2 separate regions of the Sus scrofa genome follow, and region 2 is linked to region 1. A link is a contact called in public HiChIP or PLAC-seq data. All regions are on one chromosome and are shown on one strand. The core of a region is the stretch at or near the end of the contact, and the rest is flanking DNA. Distances in the headings are between cores, read along the strand shown. Region 1 overlaps MAF (transcription factor Maf). Region 2 overlaps WWOX (WW domain-containing oxidoreductase).

The links. HiChIP or PLAC-seq counts read pairs in DNA pulled down with a chosen protein or histone mark.
Region 2: an H3K27ac HiChIP or PLAC-seq map of skeletal muscle shows a contact between it and region 1, with 2.9 times the contacts expected there. The contact joins two enhancer-like sites. A contact is called at or near these places in 1 of 47 Hi-C or Micro-C datasets (skeletal muscle) and 1 of 2 datasets of contacts at active chromatin or transcription factors (skeletal muscle).

What each region holds. Positions count from the first base shown.
Region 1 is chr6:8,765,405-8,772,685 of Sscrofa11.1, forward strand. The region is part of intron 2 of MAF (transcription factor Maf); the gene reads left to right. Among named protein-coding and RNA genes, the nearest start is that of MAF, 300 kb to the left of the region's middle. Within about 2 kb of position 2,832, at least 3 of the 83 cell types and tissues checked have an H3K27ac peak or open chromatin away from gene starts, as enhancers often do. A contact at or near this core is called in skeletal muscle, where this site is marked.
Region 2 is chr6:9,015,233-9,022,513 of Sscrofa11.1, forward strand. All of the region lies in intron 8 of WWOX (WW domain-containing oxidoreductase), which reads right to left. Among named protein-coding and RNA genes, the nearest start is that of MAF, 550 kb to the left of the region's middle. Within about 2 kb of position 3,674, at least 11 of the 83 cell types and tissues checked have an H3K27ac peak or open chromatin away from gene starts, as enhancers often do. A contact at or near this core is called in skeletal muscle, where this site is marked.

The DNA of each region.
Region 1 (7,281 bases), core at 1,582-4,081:
TAGAAACTGGGATGAGAAAGAGATCTCAAACACGTGTTGGTGGAAATGTCTGCATTGTTAAATAGTTGACTTGGGTGGAAATAGAGCAAATTGCAGTTGCCGAAAGAGTCATCGGTCCCAGCAGGTCCAATCTGCACAGGTGAACAGATCCTTAAAGTCAGCTCAGGTCCTGTCCTAAAGAGGACTCTTTAGTCTTCTCAGATGGAAACAGAACACCCTGAGCAACTTTGAAGGAACATGTACTTCATCAAAAGTGTCATGGTTCTAAGAACTTTCTCCCCCATGAGATGGCTGGCTGCTGGGTAGGATGGTGTCAGGTTGAAGATGGGCAGTGCAGGACATTCAGAGCCTAGATCAGCCCCTTCCTCACCAACCTGTGGACGTATGAGTGAGTCTGCTGAGATCATGTCACCCCCCGACACGCACACCAAAAAACAAAAACCAAACAAACAAAAAGCAGAAACTGCAGTAGACTCAAAGCCTAGGACTCCTGATATGAAGGTATAATGAAGAGACCACCCAATTAGTCGTTCCTTTTTAATAGATTCCTACTCGGCTGTGTATCCATCCCAGGCACTATGCCAGGCTCTGGAAGTTCAACAGTCAACTTTCTTCCCCAGTACCTCTCACTCCGCTTTCACCCTGCAGGCATTTGTTCTTTCTGTTCCCCTTTCTTAGAGGCCTTTCCATCAGTGAGCTTCTAACCACCCTTTATAACCCATCTCAAGTCTCCTCTCTCTTTTGAAGTCTTGCTCCAGCCACCCTGAGGCAGAGTTAACCATTCCTTCCTTATGCTCCCGCAGACTGTATCAGACCTCCATTCAGGTATCAATCTTATTGCAGTCTCATTCTTTGGTCTCCTCACTGGGCTGAGAAATCCTCAAGGGTCGAAAGCTCCCCCCTCTTTTTCATCCTGGCCTCCCTCAAGTCTTATCTTGCATTTGGAACGTCCTAAGTGACTTTTAAGTAAATAGATATTCACATAAACTCCACTTGGCCCCTCTTCTCCCCTGCACGTTCCCTCCCTTTCAGGAACCCAAATTGGGCAATAACGGAAGATGCGAGGGCAGTATCGTGAAGAGACTGGAAGATGGGTTTGCAGGGAATGCCAAGTCCCTCTGCAGGGCTCACAGTATTAGTAGTTGGATAGTTTCTCCCAAAGATAGTCCAAGCAGGGAATCTAAAAGCCGATACCCCAGCACAGGACAGGCACTGAGCTCTAACGTCAAGCATTCACATGCAATGTGCTCTTTGACTCATCTTAGAGCACAGCCCTCACTCTGAGCAGAGCTGTGGTGGAGACCATGTGGTCCACAGCATACACCACACTGCAGATTGGGGTTTCACTTTCTTTAAAGGGGAGAGATTAAGAGCAAGCCATCCAGAACCTTACCAGTGTTTTTTATAGCCTTAACTCACTGCATCTCACTCCACCACCTCATCTGCCTTAGATGAGTCTTCCAGAACATTCTATCTGTTTTCACCCTGCCAACCTGCTTCCTGTGCCCATAGTGCCTCCAAAACTTTCTCAACCTCAGTTTCCTCATGATAAGACTATTTCTAAGGATGACTGACAAATAGCTATCATTGGCTGAGAACTTTCCACGCACTGGGTGCTGAGCCAAACCCTTGAAGAAACTTAATTTAACCCTCCTAACAGCAACAGCGACAAAAATCCACGGAGGTGTTATCTCCCTCTGGAACGTGGAGACGCTCGTGTTGCAAGGTTTCTATGAGAATTCATTAGAAGGAGAGATTTAGTGAGAAGCCTGAAGAGTGGTCACTAGCGCCTGTCCTCCAAAACAAGCCCATAGGTGTGGGCCACTTCCTCTGCTCAAGGCGCTCAGCTGGATACTTCAGTTGGATTCACTCCCTGAATTCTCTCACTGACTCTGTGACGAGGTAAGCACTCCCCACAGCTACATTGTGAAGATGAGGAAACCGAGGCACAAAGTCGCAGCTAGAAAGGGGCCTCTAACTCAGGCAGAGAGTTCAATTCCAGGGTCTGCCATCCTTGGTGGAATCATCTGCACAGGGCGTTGACAACCTCTATCTTGCAGACTTTGAGGCAGGAATAGAGAAAACAGTGTGATTATTCCAGTCACCTGCTTGCCACCCCCTAGTTCCAGGGCCAGTGTCCCTTGCATTTTATGTCTTTGCTTTCCACAGACAATGTCGACATTGGGCCATGATTTTTTTTTTCTCAATAGCTTTATAGTCTCCCTAAAATAAGGAAGCTAAATGGTGCCTGCTTATGGGGTATGAGGTGCCCCAGCTTTACCGTGGGAGATGAAAGACTACCAAATTTGTACAGAAAGCAACCAAAAAAAAAAAAAGTCAATCTTCTGAGCAGACACAATTTCTCTTGAAAGGTGACACAGTCCTTTAAAAATAGCTGTGGGCCCCATTGTGCAAAGTCTGTGACAGAGACGGACAGCTTTTAGAGAGGTGTAGTGTTCCCAGGCAGGCGGCTAGCAAGGCTCACCCAGATAGAGATAAGTAATTCGATCGGGGTGAGTGCTAAATGTTAGAGGTTAAGCTGCTATGTTCTTATTACTAATCAAACTTCAACACCCTTCCCCGGCTCCTCCACTCCCTATAAGGAAATGGTAAATGATGGTGAAGCTTCAGCCCTGGCTCTGGGCATTTTTCAGAGGTGCTGCCCATTCCCAGTCATGGGCATGTCCTGCCTCCTTCCTGAGGGCACCCTGATGAGGGCTTCCAAGTACCCCCCTGCCCCAGGATGCTGGCACTTTAAGGTTAAGTGACTCCCCGGGCCGGCACCGCCTGCTTCTCACATGGGCAGATGACAGAGTCAAAGATCCTTATTGCATCCTCTGCCAGACAAGTTCTTTCTTCATATCAGCAGGAGACAGGAGCTTTTCTGGGGTTTCACATTCATCAGCACCACTGACTCTTTCCCAGGGCACATGAAGATGTGGGAAGTGCCTCATGTGATTTGGGCCTTTCTTTTCCTATTGTTGAAGGCAGGGCGGTGCTGGAGAATATTTACTTACCAGGTCTCTGAGGCTGGAGAAGCCCAAATCGGGAGCTGTTGCCCATTTCCGTGGTGTAAATGCTCTCACCACAGCACATTTCAAGCTAGCAACGTGAGGTCACCAAATGTGGTTTGGCAGAGATTTGTGGCCTGGGCCACTCCAGCACACCACGGGTTAAAGGGCAGGTGTACGTTCCAGACCCATCCTCGCTGGGCTGGCTATGATCCCCTCTCCAGGGCAGTTCAAGCCCTCCTTGGTCCACGCCTCCTTGAGGTGGGTCTTGCCCCTTTGCTGCTATTTGATAGAAACGCCTGCAGCACTTGGAGAATGTGCAGAGAGCCAAAACTTAGCCTACTTGGATCTTCCAATGTTGGGCCAGCTTGATGCCCAAACTCCTGGCTACAAAGAAAAAGACTCTAGTCAGACTGATTCATTGCTGTTTCAGAAACACGAAAGAAAGTAGATCCTTTCCCCAGAGCCCGTGGGTACCCACACATGATCTCATCTCATGCCTCGCAAAATCCCAGCAGGCAGTGCCATCCACTCCCCACCTCCACTTTATGGATGAGCACGCAGACTCAGAGAAGCCATTTGCATCAGGCCACGCAGCTTAAGAGTGCTGAAGCCAGGATCTGATCTTGTATTTGTCATCTTTCAAAACCCATGCTTGCAACCTCTGACATGCCCAACCTGATCCCAGCATGCCCAACCAAGCATTACCAGGATGTTTGGGAGCCAGCAGAAGGAAGACAAGGTCAAGTGGGCTTCCTCTGAAAAGCTGACACAGGGCCATTGAGGCACAAAAGAGGCAAGGACATATCAAAGGACGGGATGAATAATCTAAATACATGGAAGAGTCTTCTCACTGGAGCTGATCACATGGGGGGTGGGCATGATGCTGGAGGCAGAAACAGGACCAGACACCTCTAAGGATTTTCCTGTCCTGAGGCAGCCATCCCAGGAGTCAGAAGTTACTTATGTGAATCTGAGAGTCACCCCCACTCCCTTCCAGCTGTTCCCTTCTGGTCTCACTCAGAATAGAACTGCCTATGTCCGTCTCCCTCAGCAGCAACCCGAACCCCAGGGTCTTTCTTTGCAGGCTAAGGTCCTTCTACTTTCCAGCTGTTCCATGCGTGAAACAGGTGTTTGCTCCACTGTCCTCCTGGCCACCAGTTTCCAGACTCCTTCTTGAATGTCAAGGTCTCACTTTAAGATGCAACATGGGGGCTGGGTGCCTGGGGTATAAGGGTGGCCTTGCTCTGGAGCGCTCAGCCCGGGAGCAGTTTGGAGCTGATCTGGGGGATGGTTGACTTGCTATCTGAGTTCTACTCCTTGGCTGGGTGCATCCTAAGCCACAAGGCTAAGCCTAAGCATCAGCTCCAAGTGGTGGCGTGGATGATCTGATGAACTTGGAGGACAGTGCACCTGACTTTCCTCTCTTCTACAAGACTCGCCAGCAAGGGTGGCCCCCAAACATGGGCATCCCAATAAAGAGGCTTCTTGCTGCGCCCCAGAACTTCCTGTTACATCACCGTCAACAAAGTCCTCTGTCTCTAAGCTCCTGGAGTCAATACCAGCATCACTTCCTGAGCCCTCCCTCAGACTTATCAGTGTGCCCTTCAGGGCATAGGTCCACCAGATGACCTGGTTTAGGAAGGAGAGGGATGGCATCACACAGTCTCCTGATTCTCAGTTTCCAGAGGGGTGGTGGGGACTGGGGGTGATGTGTGTGCAGGATGCTGTCTACAGGGAGAGACTGGAAAGCTGGGGGCTTGTTAAAGTGCCAGACTTGTGCCGGGCTAGGAATGTGCCTGGCTCCCTGTCCCTGCCAACTTCCAGGGACACATGTGGACCAAAAACACTAGCTGTGTTCCTGCCTTCATTCTGCTTTGTTCAAGCTGCCCTGAGAAAGTGCATTTTGTCCCTTCCAGTGCTGGAATTTCTGGCCTTCCCGGGAAGCTGTGGGTGGCCTGTCCCAGTGCTCATGGCAGTGACCACTCCTGCTGGGAAGATCCTCTTGGCATCAGAGCAGCTTCTGCATCATCCTGGCAACGGCCAGGCTGGCGACTGCTTCTTGGGCTGCATAGACCTTGGACTCCCCAGAATTGGGTCCCAGTGCTAAGAATCGGGAGGTGCCTTGGGCTTTGTAACTGGAGAGGCCCTCGTGTGTTACGGCGAAGCCAGAACTTCACTTAAAAGCTAACAGCAGTGGCATTTGGTGCCTCTGGGTGCCAGGCATGTATAAACACCCACCTACATGATCTCCTTTCAATTTCACAGAAAGGCCAAGTGATCGGTCCAGGGTTGAGGAGCGGCAGTTGAGGTGGGGTTTGTGTGAGTCCCCCTCTGTCTAGCCCACCTAGTGAGTTTCCAGGCCCCACCAGGATCTGTGGAGCGGGATGGGATCCTGTGACTGTGTTGGACTGCCTTCTCCCAAATGAACGTCATCAAAATTAAAAATAATCACAGCTGGGGATCAGTGAGCAGGGAGGGGTCAAGGGTCGAGCTGCCAGTCATGTTCTGCTCACTTGAAGTTCCGACCGCTGAGCCTGGCACCCCAGCCTGCGGGAACAGGGGCTGATCCTGATGATTGTCACCCTGCACCCTGTAGAGGGGAGGGGCACTCTGACAGCCCCGGCACCTGGGGTCCAAGCAGGGGGGCGGGCTCTGCCTCCAAACCAAGAGTTTAGCTATAGCGGACAGGGCTCCTGGGGGGCCCTACTGTCCTGCTGCCCCTCCCCCATGTGGCCGGAGGCTGTAGAGCAAGCTGTGCCCCAGAATGGGCACCCTGAGTCCCTTCCACATACCCGAGAGGTGTCGCTGGTGATGAAGCAACATCGCCCGCAAATTGGCCACTTGCATTCCTTCGTGTGTCGTCCAGGTGCTATGCTGGTTATTCTGTACTGAGACTGCGTGTCCTGCTGGGCAGCCCCAGCGTGGAGGCGGTTGGCCATTGAGGAGTAGGGGTGCCGAGGCCCCTGAGACCAGCAGGGCTCCTTGTGAGGGGAAGCATCCATCCCCTCTGTCCGTGGGGCTCGTCGCACTCCAGGAGGGGAGGACAGGGAAATGTCTCCTGTGTGCTCAGTGTCTGGGACGGGGGCCAGTGCACCATGTGCCCACTCCACAGCCATCTCCTGCACGCTCACCTGGGCAGCATCTGGTCCCGGCTGGCTACCAGGGATCCAGTGGTGCAAGTGGCAGACAGGGCCCCATCCTCATGGAGCTCAGAGACGGACACCGAGGTCAATTAGAAAATCACCCCCTCACCGTAAACTCTCACAAATGCCAAGGTCAGTGCAGGGTAGCTCAGCGGGGCCAACCTATGTGTCAGAAACTGGAGGCACAGTGCCCATGAGAATTTTAGGGGCCCATGAAGATGTTTCGAGTTCCATTTCTTTGAAAAGCAAGAGGAGCAGATGAGTGTAAGCATAAGGAATCCATCAGAGTGAACCCCGTCTGGATCAATGCACCTTTATACCAATTTTAATTTAACTTTTATTAAACTATAGTTGATTTACAGTGTGACAGTTTCTGCCATACAGCAAAGTGACCCAGTCATATAGATACAAACTTTCCCCTTCTTATGTTACCTTCCATTGTGGTCCATCCCAAGAGACTGGATATAGTCCCCTGTGCTGTACGGTAGGACCTCATTGCTCATCATTCGCCCTGTAATAGTTTGCATCTACTAACTCCAGACTCCACATCCATCCCACTCCCTCCCCTTATACCAATTTAAATCTACATTTAAATATATTTTACAAATATCAGAGTGCCCAGGGCCCAAGGACACTATGATGTGGCCTTGGACCCAACTGCAGTCAGGACTTTTATGAGGGTGGAATGATTAAGTCCTGAGGTTCAGGAAAGCTTCCCCACAAAGGTAATACATAAACTGAGAGCTGATGGAAAGCACAAGTTATCAGCAGGGGGGAGGGAGTGCTCCAGGCAGAGGGAACAGCATGTGCAAAGGACCGTGGGTTGAGGAGGAACTCAAGCAAGGTGGCAGAGCATGGGAGGGCACGTGGTGGGGGTCAGGGCTGCCAAGGTGGACAAAGATCTGAACATATAACATCAGAGCCACGGATAACCGGAAATGTTTGATTGGTGGAAACGGGGAGAAGGTAGTTAAGGACCAGTAGACCAATCTGTCACGTTAATAATTTCAAAAAATTCCCCTGGCTGCTGTGAGCAGGTTGAACGATGAGAAACAGGGTGAGGGAGGACGAGTCTCCTGTAACAGTCCAGCCAAGAGATGGTGGTGGCTTCTACTCAGATGCTG
Region 2 (7,281 bases), core at 2,424-4,923, 250 kb after region 1:
CGGTTTTATTATAAGATGGATGGGTGGAAAAACACATGATAAACGGGCTAAAATGTTAGTGGTAGTTCACTTCAAAATGTTTTCAATGCTGATGTATGTTTATAAATTTTCATAATGTTGCAGAAGATTATTTGCCAGGAAATAATGGTTATAACAACGGTAATTGAGACGTTATAATAATTATTAAATTTTGGTCCTTACATACCAAAATGATAGCGAGCAACACTATGCGACTCCATTTTTTTTTAAAAAAAATTTCATGGTATTTCAAGGTTTGAAACACAATGCCCTAGAAGAGCCCCCACTTGCAGGCTCAGGGCTTCCTCTCCCTTCAGCTTTGGAGCCTCCCAGGAGTGAAACAGCAAAATTGCCATCGTCTTTGGGCAAGGTCTTTAATAAACTTTTCCAGAAAAAAAAACAAAAACAAAAACAGGTGCCACCACAAGGCTGCCCCTTGCTTTTCTGGAGCAGGGTTATTGACTAGCAAGCCGAAATCACCCCATTCTCGGATTCCTGCCTTGGAATTTGCATGTCATTTTCAATTAAGGAGCCCTGTGCCTACAGGACAGGCCACCTGGCATGTCCCACAAGCATGTCTGCAGGCAGATGTGCCGAGATGAGTCTGATGTTGTGAAAATGCTGACGCTTGAACAGGGACCACCCACGTGGTCCTTACCCATCAACCTTACCCGTTGATCACACAGAAACCAGCGCCTATGATGGATTAACTCTTTGAACAACACGCCCAGGATCAATAACAATAATAGTCAGCTTAGGCATAGCTAGCTAACATGTGGCCAGACTTCCCAGATGATTTTAAATGTCACAGGATTTAAGATCTTAAAAGTTAACTTCATTGGCCAAGGTGAACGACATAGAGCAAACCAGCGCGCAGAGAGTTCCACTGGGACCCTCTGTACCGTAATGAAACGCGTCCGCTCCAGTTCAGGCTGCCCAGATGGGGGCCTCAGGAAAATGGGAAGAGCGCCCCACGTCCAAGGTGGAGAGAGGGGCGGCTCCCCGTGGTCTCCCACCGAGCTCTCTGAACACTTCCGGCCAACACTGGCGACTTGGTGATACGCTAAGCGCGCTTCCTAGCGGAGGATTTCAGCAGCTGGATGTCCTACAGGTACTTCACTACCTGTGCTGGGAGGTGAAGAGTCACGCGGCACAGAAATGAAATACATAAATTAATAGACGCCTCTTGAGCAAACCTTTCAAACGGGGAGCCCAGCCGCTTTGGAGAATCTGCAGTCAATAGGTCAAGGCCTTGGCTAATGTGAGGGAAAGGTAGGGAGGGATGGAAAGCCTTGGAGAAATTCAGCAGAGACCAACACGGAGGTCCTGAGATTTAACCACTTCGGGGAAGTTCGCCCGGTGTCAGCCAGCTCTTAAGAGGGGATGCTGAGAACGTGCCACACTAAAAGGAACGAAACTGAGGCCAGGCCTGTCCTCCTTTTTGTTCTCTGTCAAGGGCTTGGGGGTTGCCTCAACCAGGAGGAGGAAGGGGGGTGGGAGGAAGGAAGGGGAGGAAGGGAAGGGGAGGGGAGAGGGGGAGGAGTCCTCAGCCCGGAATGCAGGCTGGCGCCCAATCACAGCGGGGCATTTGCCCCTGACTCGCTGCTCGCTCTCCAAAGATCAGAAAAGAGTATCCCTTGCACAGAAGGTCTCTGGGGTTTCAGAATTACATCCAAAAGGCGTGAACGCTCTACAGAAAAAGAGAAGCCTGGGGAGATCCGCACAGCAGGTGCTGAGATTCCCAGAAGTCTCAGAGTGGAAGGAGAGCTTGGGCGCGGAGGATTGAACACGTAAGGTAGCTGAGCCCTAGAGTCACTGCCGAAGTCACAAGCTAGTACAGTGAGCTAAGCATAGAGCCTGCCCTGTTTTATTTTTATTAGCAGATTATTTTTCAGAAGCGATGGAGAGGAGATGTTGGGACTAAGTTTTAACATTGGCACTAGTTGCCCCCCGCCAAAGAACAAAGTAAGCACTCAAGGACTTTTGCTCGTTCCTTTTTTGTCCTTATCCATGGCAAGTGGGTGGGGTGGGGGTTGGGGGGTACAGGGCAGCCCTGAGTCAGGTGTCAACTCCAGGTGATTCTTCCAGAACTGCCAGCTTGACCCTCCCAACTTCCTAAGTGTTCCCTCCGTGAAGGCTTTCCACTGCCTCTAAGATGCTCTATTTCTTAAAAACCAAAGCCCTAAAAAGTATTTCTCTGACCTATTTCGTACCTCTGGAAGGAAGTATCCAGAAGGTAGATGCAGAAGTGGTAACTACATACTGGCACTTTTTTTTTTTTTTTTTTAAGGGCTGCACCCACAGCATATGAAGGTTCCCAGGCTAGGAGTTGAACTGGAGCTGCAGCCGCCGGCCTATACCACAGCCACAGCAACATGGGATCAGAGCTGCCCCTTCGACCTACACCACAGCTCACAGCAACGCCAGATCCTTAACCCACTGAGTAAGGCCAGGGATCGAACCCACATCCTCACAGATACTATAGCTGGGTTAGTTTCTGCTGCGCCATAACAGGAACTCCCAGCACTGTTTTTTGGGTGTTTTTTTTTTTGTCTTTTTTTTTTAAGGGCAAGTAATTTTGGGGAAAGAGAGAGAAGGAGAAACGATGTCAGGTAATTTCCTTTGGAAAGTTCCTACCGTTTGCTTTTTCTGGAAAGCACAGAGAATTCTATGGACATTTATTTCAGAGCAGTCCTCCCCACAACTGCCTGAGTGAAAGGCTCACCAGGGACACGTGTTAAAACACAAGTTCCATCCTAGACATCCTTGACCACATCCCCTTGGGTGGGGACCTGAGAGTTGGCAGTTTTTAAAAGAACCTCCCCCAGTGATCCTGGTCATAAAGTAATTTGAGGGAATTTACGGATTTTCCATCTGTTGAAAGTACCTAACCTGACAAACCAAATCTCTGTAAAACCTGGAAATGCTCTTATTTTAGTGTTAACACCAGAGTCACCTGGCAAACAGAATCAAGTCCCCCCCGCTCCCCACCACCACCACGGGGGCCTTAACCTGTTTATACAACATCCCTGAGGCTCTGGCTTGGAAAAAGACCATTTCGGGGGGTGTCTAACCCTGCGTCTTTCCTGCGAAGGATTCAGGATAAAGGACACTGCCGACTTGGCTATGGTGGAAGGCTGGCTTCTAAAAACGGGCTCTGCCAAACTCCCGTGCATGTCCCCTTGCTACCCGGCCCCTCCCACACACACACACACACACCGTGACCTTTCTGTCGGTACCATGTCTACAAAAGACATTATGTTCAGCCACCACAGAGGGTGTAACATGCAAATAGAGTCCGAGTCTTGTTAATAAATTCCACTGCCCTCCGCTCTACAAGGGAGATCTTGAACCTGCTCCATGGGGGGATTGGAAAATGCCCTGTGTGTTCCAAAGGCAAGAAGGACTATTTCTGCAAGGCCAGCCCCAGTGCTGAATTATTTTAATTGCAGCCTGGAGACGCCAAGGTGCCGAAGCACCCCCTTAGGCGGAGTGCTTCGCCAAGAGGTACTGAATTAAACTGTCAGAACATGCAGAAAAATTGCAACGCGGCCTGTCAACAACATTTGTTCGGAGACACGGGTGAGGCTGGTGACTTGTGTAGAAAAAGAGCTGCCTGTGCAGAGCCATCAAAGCGAAGCCTGGAACTAATGGGGTATTCAGAGGCCTTGTTCTACTTCATTGGTCAAAGCCAACACGAGCCTGGAAGATTTGGGCCCGTTTGCTGTTTATTACCATGGTGATAAAGGCCACTTAAAGATACAAACCCATCTTGTGTTGGCACCAACCCAGGGCTTCTCTTCGAAATCGGATGGCGAATGCCTGCCCTCATTTCTCGGGCCCTTTCAAATGATCTCCTTTTTTTAAGAGAAAAAAAAAAAACCCCAAACTAGAAACACTGACGTTTGTCAAAGGATGACGTAGGGGTCTTGCTCGTCTTTCTCCTTCGCTCATTTGTTTGTTTATTTTCACACCAACCCTGGGATGGTGAGTTTATGCACCCTCTTGGCTAGAGGCTACAGCAGCCGGTTTTATGAACACGAGCCGAGGTGCTGCTGGGGAGGTATTTTGCGGACGGGATTAAAGCCCAGAGGTCCTTGACTTTTGCTTGGGAAGATTATCTTCAGGAATCTGGGGGAGCCTGATTCCATCAGCTGACAGATCCTAAGAGCTGAGCCTTCCCGGAGATGGGAATCTGCCTGTGGTCAGCACCGGGTCAGCAGCCTGTGGCTCAGCCCGGGATGAGGCTTACAGCTCCCGCTCCAGGGCCCTTCCCAGGCAACTCCCTGAATCGCCTAAGACAGCTCCTGGCAATACACGTCTTCATCACGCATCTCCCACCAGTTCCGTTTTTCTGACTGGACCCTGAGGAATATAGCCCCCCAAAGACGGCGTTCCTTGTCGCTCAGAGGTCAGCAAAAGACCTTTCCATCACAAGCCTCAGATGGGTGGTCTGTGGGTTGCAAAGGGTTCCTGTTGCTTTTGGCGCACATGCATGTATTTGGTGCGATGGGGTAAAAATAAAAAATAAACTGACTTAGTTGACAACTCTCCTACGAATTTCATACACGCATATACCCCCCAAATAAATCTGCATCTCTTTTCTCCCAGGAAGAAAGTCAGAGGATCTAACCACCCAAGATCTATCAACCATCAGCTGGCATGGAAGAAGCCTTCCCCTGTTTCGGGAGCCTGTGCGCTGCCATTCACCAGTCTCCACCCTCCCTATTGCCTCTCCAAGAACTGAGGTTAATTGCCAAGGGTCTATATGTATTTTTTTCTTACTCTAAAGAGAAAAGTACAAAATGTGTCCTACCCTTGACTCCATCAAAAGGGGGGGAAACTTAAAAAGAAACGCGGAGAGGGCCATGCATTTCAGAGAAAGGGGGGATGGTTGGTATTTCTTGGCTGATATGTACACTATATCCCTCCATTCAGTTTTCCAACAAGGTCTAGCTGGGCTGTTATTACCCACCTCAACTCATTTATTTACGTGACCTTCCTGGTAAATATTTATTGCTTGCCATTCCTGCTTAAAATGTGCATATTCAAGAGGAAAAAAAAAAAATCACACTGAAAAAATGCCTTTTACTCTGCAGCCAAGAAAAACCCTGAGATGATCCCAAAGGTAGTTGGGTCAAAACACAGGGACAGTGTGGCAACTGCCCTGGGGGAAATTTACTGAAATGCAACCAGGGACACCAGGAAAGGGATGAGGAAGGCGGGCGGATCTGGACGGCTCTCTTTCCAGGCTATTCTTACAGGCATTCTTTGCCCGTGATAATCCCAAAAGGGTTAGAGAATCTGGTTCCTCCTGGTTAAGAAGCAGAACCCGGTCCAGGGGAAAACACCACCCACTGGGCGTCTGGGCGTTGTGTTCAACCCCGACCCTCCATCTCTCACCCCGGGACTCAGTAGTCCCCACTCTGAAGTCACAGGATTGCCAAATGTGATTCTGCCTCTGCTTGGAGCTTCCTGGGTCCCACCCTGTATCAAATGAATGCGTCCCTCTGGAGGGAGAGGCTCAGGAATCTTTTTTTTTTTAAGCTCCCAGGTGATGCTGATGAATAGACAAGTTTGGAATTTGCTGGACTGGCGTATGTCTCAAGTTTCTTCCAGCTCTAAAACTTGATGTACCTAGGAATCCAATTCAGCAGCCCTCCCTCCAGACCCTGGAAAGGCAATGTTCCAAATGTATTAATGCTTTGGGGCCACTGGGATACGGTTTTAAAGACTTGAAGCACTGCCACGCTGACTTAGTCACCTGGCAGGACCTGACTTATCATTTTGCCTGTAATTTATGTTGCCTGGTGGTTTGGAAATTCACTCGAGGTTCAGATCCGAGGCAAGATCCAATGGTCAAAATCAATAGACTTGAACTGTGATCGCCGGGCAGAGGACATGAATCTCCTCGATTTTCAGTCCAAGCTCCCCTACTTGCTTGTACCTGGTACCAACAGCTCATGCCAGGGCATTGTGAAAGGGAGATATCGCCTTTCCTAAATAGAGAGAAGAAAGTGCCCTGTACCTTCCCAAGCTCTCTTGGGAAGAGAGCACGCTACCGCGTCCTCGCCCCCAGCACACAACCCGAGCCTGCTTCGGGGTACATTACTGAATGTCATCCTTCTTGGAACCCGAGGGGCTCTCTCTGGTTCCCAGTAGAAGAGGATTATGTTTTTCCCTAATGCGAACAAAAGACATTAGAAAGCATGCAGAGCGGACGAGAGCGCCACGGTGCCACAGTGGAAAAAAAAAAAAAAAAAATATGGATTTCGCTGTTGCAACGTGTGACTATTAGATCACAGTGTGGGTTGCAATAAATTATCACTTTCAGTTCCTGCTAATTGCTGGAATCTTCTGCCATGGGCTGTAGCGACGTGGGCCAAAAAAAAAAAAAAAAAAAAAAAAAAATGGTTTTGGAGCCGGATACAAATATGCATCCAGCCAGATTGTGAATGGCATCTCAGATCTTGAATAAATGCCTAAGAAAACAGCTGGGGATGAGGGCCTGGGAATCAAAGACATCATTATGCAATTATGGAGAAAAGCGGACTCTTCATACAAGAGAAATCTGACTTCTCTGTGAATCCACTGACCAGGGCAGCCTCCGGCTGCCACCCAGCCTGGTCAAAAGGAGAATCCCCACAGCTTTTTGCCACAACCAGAGAGGCTAACGCCCACTGAGGGGCAAACAATAATCCAACCTGGTCCTTTCAACAAGGACGTCCTTCTGTGCCTCTGCCCCGGAAAGTGCAAACTCTCTCAGGTTCAGGAGCCCCGCCCCAGGCGTCTCCCTGGACCCCTCCCCCAGCATGGCTGCACCTCCAAAGAACCCCCACAGATGTCCGCACCCCAGTGTAACCCTTTCTCGTCGCCAGACTACAGAGAGGAGCCAATGAAATCTTTGGAACCCAGATCCCCGCTTCAGGCTCCTGCTCCTAATTCTGTGAAGGTGATGTTCTATGGTAAAGAGTCAAAGGTTAGTTCAGCTTCTACTAGGTCCCTGGCGATGGGAACTCGCGGTGAACAAAACAGATGGAACATCTGAGTGTCTACCCAGAGTCTGCGTCGGCTGGAAGGAGAGAGAAGATGCAACGAGTGGATAAACTGGCCGGTACGTTTGACGGTGATGGGGTACGGGGGAAATGAGGCAGGTGCGGGCCCTGGGGTGCTGATGGGGGTGGCAAAGGCAGACGAATTTTAAGGAACATCTCTAGAGAGGGTGCCTCGGGAAGCGCAAGAGGGACAAGAGAGGAAGGAGGC